2 separate regions of the Anas platyrhynchos genome follow, and region 1 is linked to region 2. A link is a contact called in public Hi-C data. All regions are on one chromosome and are shown on one strand. The core of a region is the stretch at or near the end of the contact, and the rest is flanking DNA. Distances in the headings are between cores, read along the strand shown.

Region 1 (4,262 bases), core at 367-2,866, 250 kb after region 2:
TCCAAGCACAAGATCTGTTCTCCATTTATGCTAATTTAAAAAATCAAAAATCAAACAGAAGACAGGGAAAAGAAACAGCAGCAATGAAAAAACCCATAGGCACCTGACATAAACAGGAGCATTTGATATGGGAAGGGGAACTAGTTTCTGTAAAAAGGATTCCAGCCAAGAGAAATCTTAATCTATTGCATGTCAAAAGATTTGAGCTGGAAAACATTTGTGTTCTGTTCTTCCAGTATGTTTTGTCATTGTGTACTCTGGAAACATCTTGGATGGCTGTTAATAATTTATGTGGTACAGTGGCATACTAAATCACTTGGCTGTTGGAAGAGCTTTGAAACACAGGGTCCCTGGGTCTGCCCTGGATAATGAAGGGAACTCCTGAATCTGCCAGGTGCCAATAGGTTTTGCTTTTATTTCTTGCAGCAATGTGATTTACAGCCTGTTAAGACAAGATGCATCTGTTAACACTTGAAAGCAGACTTGGACTGACAAAAACAAAGCAAAACAAAACAAAAAACAGCCTGATGACAAAACTCTCCAAAATCTGTTCCTTGGAAGCAATGTCCAGTTGGGATAACACCCATAAAGCTGCTCATTGAAGTAACACTTGCATTGGTTCAGGAAGAATTTACAAATTTTTCGTGCAGTGTTTCCCTCTTGGAGAAGACTATAATTTATTAGTCACATTTAGGACCAGCGACTCAGCCCAGCCTGCTGCTATGTTTGCAACCTCAGACACATCCCATCATGGCCCTAAAGGACCTTTCTGCAAAACTGCCTGGGTGATACTGACTGGGCTGTGATAAGATGCCACTAATAAGGGCTCTTTGGAACCGCCCAAGAGAAAATGCTATTTAATAACAAATCTTTGCTGCTTATTTTCAAAAATGTATTTTCCATACCAAGAACTTTCAGTATCTCAGCAGGGCTTCTCCTGTAGACTTACTGTACTTTAAAAATGCAACATTTGCATAGATCACCATGCTGAGAAGGCTACCAGCAGAGGAAAGATGCAGGCTGAGGGCAACTTAAGGAAAGGAACAGATGGGACAGTTAGAGGAAAGACGCTTGAAAAAAAGAGAGAGAAACAGAAGTAAGTCCAAAGGGAAAGCAAAGGGCACAGTGACTTCAACAGTGCAAAGAGCTCATCCAGTGGTGCTGTTCAATTAAAGGGCCAGTTATGTCACAATGTTTGCAAAAGGGAAGAGGCAGGATTTCTCGTCTCTGCTGGGATTCAGCCTCCCTTTTTCAACATTGCCCCTGTGGAAGGGAAGTTTTGCTGGGGCCGTGCTGCCAGCCGCGGCACAGTGCATCTTTCGAATGCAAGTGCTCTGTCAGCAGCAACCTCTTGATCTCTCTAAGGAGTGCAAAGCCCTGTAGGACCATTGACTTTCTGTGGGTTTAGAGCGAACTGATCTAAACCAAAGGATTTTAAGCAGCAATTTGGGTGGCACCTCCCAGCAGACAGGGTGCACACCAGGACACTATTCCCCTCGGCACATAAGGAGCCCCTTAGCCTGCATGTTACCGGGCGGGCGGCAGAGCACGTGGCTTCTTCTTCCTATTTTCTACTTAAAAAGGACTTTGAAGAGAGACTGCCGCAGCGCAAGGACGACAGTGCCCTCTGTTGTCCCCGTGCTTGCAGCACCCACCGCTGCGCTCCAGGCCTCGCCTTCCAGCCCAGCACTGGCAACCCCCAAAAAATAACCACAAAGCCCAGCCCACGCTGTCGGTGTCCCCCAGGGGCCAACAAAGGGGTCGCGGCCCCAGCCGGCTGCCACAGGCACACGCAGGGGCCGGGGGGGCGACATTCGGGACGAACCCTGTCAGGATCCTCCCCGTTCCCAGACAATGAAGGGCAAGTGCGATGGCGGGGGGGAAAGGGAAGACGCTGAGCACAAGGAAGAGGCAAAACGCAGTAAGAATTATCTCTTTATTCCTTTATTCCCACCCGCGCACTCGCACGGGGGAGTCACAACGGTTACAGCGCGAGGGAAACCCGCCCGGAACCGCCATGACAGAAACCGCCATGACACCACCACGGCGCCGCCATGACACCGCCAACCCGCCACAGCCCGCGCTCCCTCCCCATTGGCTCTCCCCGTTGCCACGGCAACAGCGACCCCACCTCGGGGCGCTCCGGCGCTCTGATTGGTGGCTGCCGTTGCCGCTTTCCCTGCTCCTCGGGGAAGGTTGCGGCTGCTGATTGGCTGCTGCCGTTGCCTAGGCGACGGCAGGACGCGGCGAGGCCTAGCGCAGCCATGGCAGGGCCCGAGGCGCCCGCCCGGCCCCTGCTGACCGCCGAGCCCCCGCCGCCGCCGGTGCCCATCTCCGCGCTGCCCCCCAAGGTGTACGAGGCGGCGCTGAAAACCGGGCCCGACTCCTCCAGCGGCCTGGCCACGGCCGGCTTCCGCAGCGCCAAATACCTGCCCCCCGAGTGGCACCAGAGCAACTACTGCCAGTACCACCGGGCCTTCGCCAGCTGCCAGGAGGCCGAGCGCAACCGGGATGAGGCCAAGGAGCTGTGCGAGCGCACCGCTGCCGCTGCTCAGCGCGCCCAGCAGGATTCCACAGCCGCCCTGGGCCAGCGGCTGCAGGACATTCACTTCTGGAAGAGTGAGCTCCAGAAGGAGATCGAGGACCTGGATGCGGAGACCGGGCTGTTGGCAGCCCAGAAGCTGCGGCTGGAAAGGGCGCTCGACGCCACCGAGGTGCCCTACAGCATCGCCACCGATAACCTGCAGTGTCGGGAGCGCAGGCAGCCCCCGGACCTGGTCTGTGATGAGGTGGAGAGGGAGCTGCTGAAGGTGAGCAGGGCGGTAGGATGGGCAGGGCTGTTGGCAGCCCTCGCAGAGTGCTACCCCATCTCCAAAATGCTGAGCTGCTTGGTCAGCAGGTGATAACTGCAGCGTGAAGGTACCTTCTGGCAGGATGCAGAGGTTTGTTTGCCCTTCCTGGCAGCCTGGACTCTGTCTGTCGATCCTAAATGCAGGAGGGATTATTTAAAATCCTTCCTTTGTTTAAAAAATGTTTAAAATCACATGAGTACAATCAGAGGAGACCAGATCCTCTCTCTCAGACCAGATCCGTACGAAATCAAAGCAGAGGTTTCCTGTACCAAGCTGAGCATCACACTCTGGCATTAAACACTTTCCAGACTCTGCTTGGATTAAAGTCCCCTCATTTCTGCAGGTTACACTTTAAAAATGCAGTACCCCATGAGCAGACTGTGTAGAGGGACTGAACCTACAGTTAACAACTATTCAGGACATGTGAAACGTTGCCTGTTTCCATGTTCAAGAGAGCAGTCTCTGCCTTTTACTACCAGTTCTGATGCTGTAGTCTTGCCAAGGTTCTCAACAAGGTAATCTAACACGGCACTGTTGTGTCTCAGCCCAAGCCATCATTTTAATTGTATGGCAGGACAGCAGCATGGCTCTCTCCAATCAGTGCAATGTAGCCGTGTGACACCTGCGGGAGCTGACAGCTCCAGACACACGGGGGGCCCAGACAGATGGTATTTCTGACAGTGTGACTTCAACAAACCTGATGCTCTCCCGAAATCCGCTCGATCATTTTCCTCCCAAAGAGGACTCTACTCTAGCTGACACTTTGTTATCTGTCACTGCGATCCAGCACAGCATGTAGATTGCCTTCAAAGCTGATGTAATTATTGTGGTTGCATTATGATATAGAGAACAGATTCTGGGTCATCTTTCATTCTTGAATGATACATATCCTACTGTCCCACAGATAAATTAATGAACATTGGCCTGCAGCTTCCAATATAATGGAAAGTTGATTCATGATGAGTTACTGATTAACCCAGATGATTAATATTTGTTGTTAGCAAAATACTTAAGAGAATTACAGAGTTGATGGAGTGCTAGTATTTAGCAATATTTTTAATAGGAGTAGTGCTCAATTGTAATCATTACCTAAGAAGCTGCTCTAGTGAAAAATGCAAAAATGGGAGGATTAGTGTATAGAGTATTTCAGTGGTGTGCCAGACTGATTTTTGAATTGTTATAAAATACACAGTACAGAAACTATCTTCATCAGCTGCTGCTGTTTTAGAGAGAGATGTGAAATACAAGATCTACCCCTCAAAAAAAATCAATTTTCTGGCATTTCTCTCCTCCTGATCTCTGTTCCAAAGGATAGTTTGTTCATTGCTAAGAAGTCCGTCTGCTGCTGCTAATTCTTCACCTGAAATTGTGATTCTTTGCGTGTGACGACAGACCATCAACAGCCAAGTG
Region 2 (4,094 bases), core at 445-2,944:
GCAGCGGGCAGGCCGCGCTCAGCCCCGACAGCCGGCTGGATGTCCGCCGCAGACCTGCAAGGGGAGACGTGCACCGTGAGCCCTGCACACCCACGGCCTCCCCTCGACATGGTGGACAACCCTCTGTGTCCACGCACACCCTCGACATGGCGTACTGCCCTCTGTCCCCCCACACAGGCAGTGCTGGTCTCTGTTACACCTAATACAGCCTTCTAGCACTCTATCTAACCAAGCAATTCTCATTTTGCCTCAATTTTCCCTTCTGTTCCGCTCTGCCCAAGCCCTGACACCTACCCTCTAGCCCCCTCCATGGTTGTGGGGCTGAGGGACCCGTCTCCGCACAGCATGGGGGCCATTTTGTGCTCTGCTGCTCAGGGAGGACTGACTGGCACACCTCTCACTTCCAATTATTTTTGATTATATCTGACCAGGCTAATGTCATTAGTGGTGATCTGAGCACTATCAAGCTGTTACACACGATTTAGGTAGAGCTTCCATTTAGATAGTAATGAGGTGGGAGAGAGAAATGGACCAAAGGTGGCTACAGACCACGGATCACAGCTCGGAGGGTCACGTAGTCCCTTTAGTCTCCTTCATCCCTCCTTCAGCCTTTAATAAAGCTCAGGTGTATTCGTTGCTTGAGGCACATGACTGAGTGTGCAAGGTATTTTAAAATCAAACAAACACATTACCACATGGTTTGTGGTGTGAGGAGAAACGCTGGCTGCCGTCACAGAGCCAGGGCACACAGACGATGTGGCCAAGCGTAATGAGGATGAGTCAGGTGGAAACGGAACCAGATTTTGTTTCCTCATATTCAGGAATGAAATTCCTGATTTCATGATATTTAGGAACCAGATACTAATGACAGGGAAAAAACAAAAACAAAAACAAAAAAACACACAAGAAACAAAACAGGAATGTAATAAATACCACTTGAATGTGATCCTTCCAACAAAATGCCATCAAACCATTAATGAACATCTTCCTTGATGGAAAATAAGGTGTAGGTGACACTTTTCCCCTGGTACATGCCCCTGCCTGGAGGTTGGATGGAGATACAGACACATTTTGGGGGGGACCAGGCACAAAGGCAGTGGATGCTCCTGGCTCTGGGCCCAGGAGCTTGGAGCTCACCCAGCAGTAACACTGCTGATTTCAGCCATTCCTGGCTGACACTCGAGGACATCTTTAAAGAGAAGGCAGCAGCAAACAAATAAAGCACCTTGTTAGATTGAAAGCTGGGTTCTGACAGGAGACAAAATATATTTTACTTGCTTGAATGTCACTGAGATATCACTGGCTTTCAAAACAGTCTCGCAGGAGAGAACTGTCCTCCTTTTGGTCTTTACATCAAAGATACCAGGAAAAATATTTGCCCCCTTACTCAACCTGCAAGCAGCAGTGGTCAGCGTTGCACACCAGCTTGGTGTTTCTGCTTGGGACCAGTCAGATGAGGAAACACTGGAACATGGACCCAATAGTGCAGATGGCAGAGGCAGTGGGCTTGCCAGATGTCCTGAATGCTATCAAAGTGTTAAAAATTATATGAAAAACACTGGCGCCGCAGATGTCTTCAAAATACCAGAGTCTCCTTGGCTGCCTGCTAAAATAACCTCACAGCATTGCAGGGCACGAGAATGCGGAGGAACAGGCTGTACTTTGTGCTGTTCAATTCCACAACAAAAGAAGGGAAGAGAATACTCTCTCCCACAATTGCATCTTTCCCAGCGGACACCAACCTTGCTTCCAGCTGGGCCTGAGAGTGCCCTGGCTGCTAATGCCTGCTTAATGCTCTCAATTATCACTTGTGTGCTCCCCTTGCACAAATCTTGCAGTGAACAGACTCTGCTTGTTGACTGGTAAGAGTGGAGAGAGAATTAAGCGAAACGGCCCTTTGTTTGCCCAAAGGGGCACAGGAGGGCTGGGGGGAGCTTGTGAGCCCACCCTACCTTCCCTGTCTGGCACAGGGTGGAAGGGAAAGGCTGGGCATGGACACATTATGAGACGGGATCTCCAGATGGATTTGGCCAACTTACTTCCCATCCTAGCCCCTGTGCTTCTCAGGGTGCCACATAAAGCTGCTGCTCACCAGCAAAGAGCTGCTGCGTCCACCTACTTCCTCTAGATAAAACCACATTTCTGAGAGAGACAAAAACAGTTTCAGGAGATTTGTTTAAAACATTTTGTTATCCTCTGGGCTAAAATGCCTCTGTGAAAAGAGGATACTATAATTGAATTATTAACAGCAACTCCATCTAACCTCAAGCTTCTGAAGAACCACCAGAGACCACGTGAAAATCTCCAAAGTCACTGGAGTGGCCCTGGGGTGTTGCAGGTGTGATTGAGATCTGGGGCTTCCTTTGTTGGGATGTGCCCCAACAGCAGATCCCCCTGTGAGCACGGAGAACCAAACCTCTGACTTGAGCGCTGCCTTCCAAGCAACAGCTTTTCTGCTCGTCCTTGGTTTCCCAGTTCCAGACTTCTGTGGAGCCTGGGCTTTTATCTCAAGGTAAATACACAGTCTCATAATAACCTTCATTAACTTGCATAGTTAAAGATGTAACAGTGATTCATATAAAGCCCTTGCTTAACAACGGAAGAACATTGCAACTAACCTTGCCCCTCCTGCCCTCCTGCTAAGCTTCCAAAAGTACAGAAATGTCTGCCGAAGGCAATTTCTCTATAAACAATCCACTTTACCCTTTTGTATGGTCACTTAAAAAAAAATATTAACAAAGACAAGCCACCCAACCTCTTTGGCAAGCAACCTTTACTGTGACCTCCCTCAAGCTAGGCTTGGTATTTTTTCAGCACATGCATCACTAGGATAAATATTTGTGTCCATGCACACACAGATAAACAGTTTTGGAAAACACAGGCATTGATAAAAACAGATTATGAGTTTGGCTTAAAGAGATTAAAAAAAAAAATAGAAGCTTGATCTTTTTGACTTTTTACTGTTTGAGGGCTTAAAACTATTTTTTAGGTGTTAGCTCCAGCCATGAGGACTGGAAAAAATTTGCAAAATAGAAACCTAAGTGTTGCATGTAATCACTACACCAGCACTGGATGATTTATATGAGAACAGAGATAAAACTGCACTAACTAGCAATGCTGATGTGGCTGCAGTCTGTACAGATAAGAATGGGACAGAGGAACACGAGTCCCTCACATGTTTTTCATTCAGTCAGACTGAAGGGAGATCCAAATCTGCAGTAACACTCAATTCTACATTTCTTCTGCACATGGTGAAAGAGGAGAGGGGAAGCATCTAATGGGAAAGGAGCCTTCAGCAGTGGCCTAAAGGCACTCATCCTGCATCTTGCTTTACTCAATGACTGCAAATACAAGGCTAGAAGGAGCAGAGCTCTCAGTCCCTCAACCCGTCCTACTTTTGTCTTCTGTGCTTAGCTCAAACATCATTCACAAAACAGCTGCCATCTTCAGCACCCTTCTTGGCTATCATTAACCCCTTAACTCTTGAGCTATTTGCCCTATGCCCAGTTCTCCTAAGCAAAAATATCTGCTCGTTTGTCCTTACCATGCTCTCCTACCAGTTGCTGCAGCTTCCCATAAGAATCCGTGCCCAAATTTACAGGGCTGTTAACCACCGCCACAGGTGAGTTGCCGTTCTTCTTTCCTTTGGGAACCGGCACAGAACTGCCTTTGCTCGTTGGAGAAGGCAGGATGGTAGGATAGTTGCTGCCATGGTTGGAGAGTCCGGCAGTCAGTTTAATGCTTGCAGGGGCATTGGAAGACTTACAGTTCACCTGTGGTCCTTCAACGTGACAGTCTGCGTGGTAAATGCTGTGCACAGACTCTGAATCTGGAGGAGGTGCGGGGCTCTGCAAGTTGGGTGATGAGGAAGGAAGCATCAGTTTGCCTCCAGGTTTCATGACCTTGAGTTCCAAGTCACAAATCTCAGGGTTGGAGCGCGGCCCCCGAGGGCTCCCGTTGCTGATGTGGTAGTGGTGGTGGTGGTGGTGGTGGTGGTGGTGGATGAGGTGGTGGATGGAGGTGATGCGCTTTTTGCCTCGGCGGCTCTGCCCATTCGTGGTGCTGTTTGGGTTCACTTTTTTCCTGCGCTTGCT

Evidence for each region. Hi-C and Micro-C count contacts between places; a contact is called where the count stands out from the background.
Region 1: a Hi-C map of small yellow follicle shows a contact between it and region 2, with 2.4 times the contacts expected there. The contact joins the promoter of TEKT4 here to the enhancer-like site in region 2. A contact is called at or near these places in 3 of 8 Hi-C or Micro-C datasets (liver, small yellow follicle and subcutaneous adipose tissue).

Annotation. Positions count from the first base shown.
Region 1 is chr15:17,868,527-17,872,788 of IASCAAS_PekinDuck_T2T, forward strand. TEKT4 (tektin 4) reads left to right here and starts at 1,617. Exons shown (of 6, transcript XM_027469239.3): 1 at 1,617-2,810. The coding sequence starts at 2,055.
Region 2 is chr15:17,616,012-17,620,105 of IASCAAS_PekinDuck_T2T, forward strand. It overlaps CACNA1H (calcium voltage-gated channel subunit alpha1 H), which reads right to left. Exons shown (of 35, transcript XM_038186946.2): 9 at 3,545-4,094; 10 at 1-54. Among named protein-coding and RNA genes, the nearest start is that of B9D1, 89 kb to the left of the region's middle. Within about 2 kb of position 1,695, at least 3 of the 8 cell types and tissues checked have an H3K27ac peak or open chromatin away from gene starts, as enhancers often do.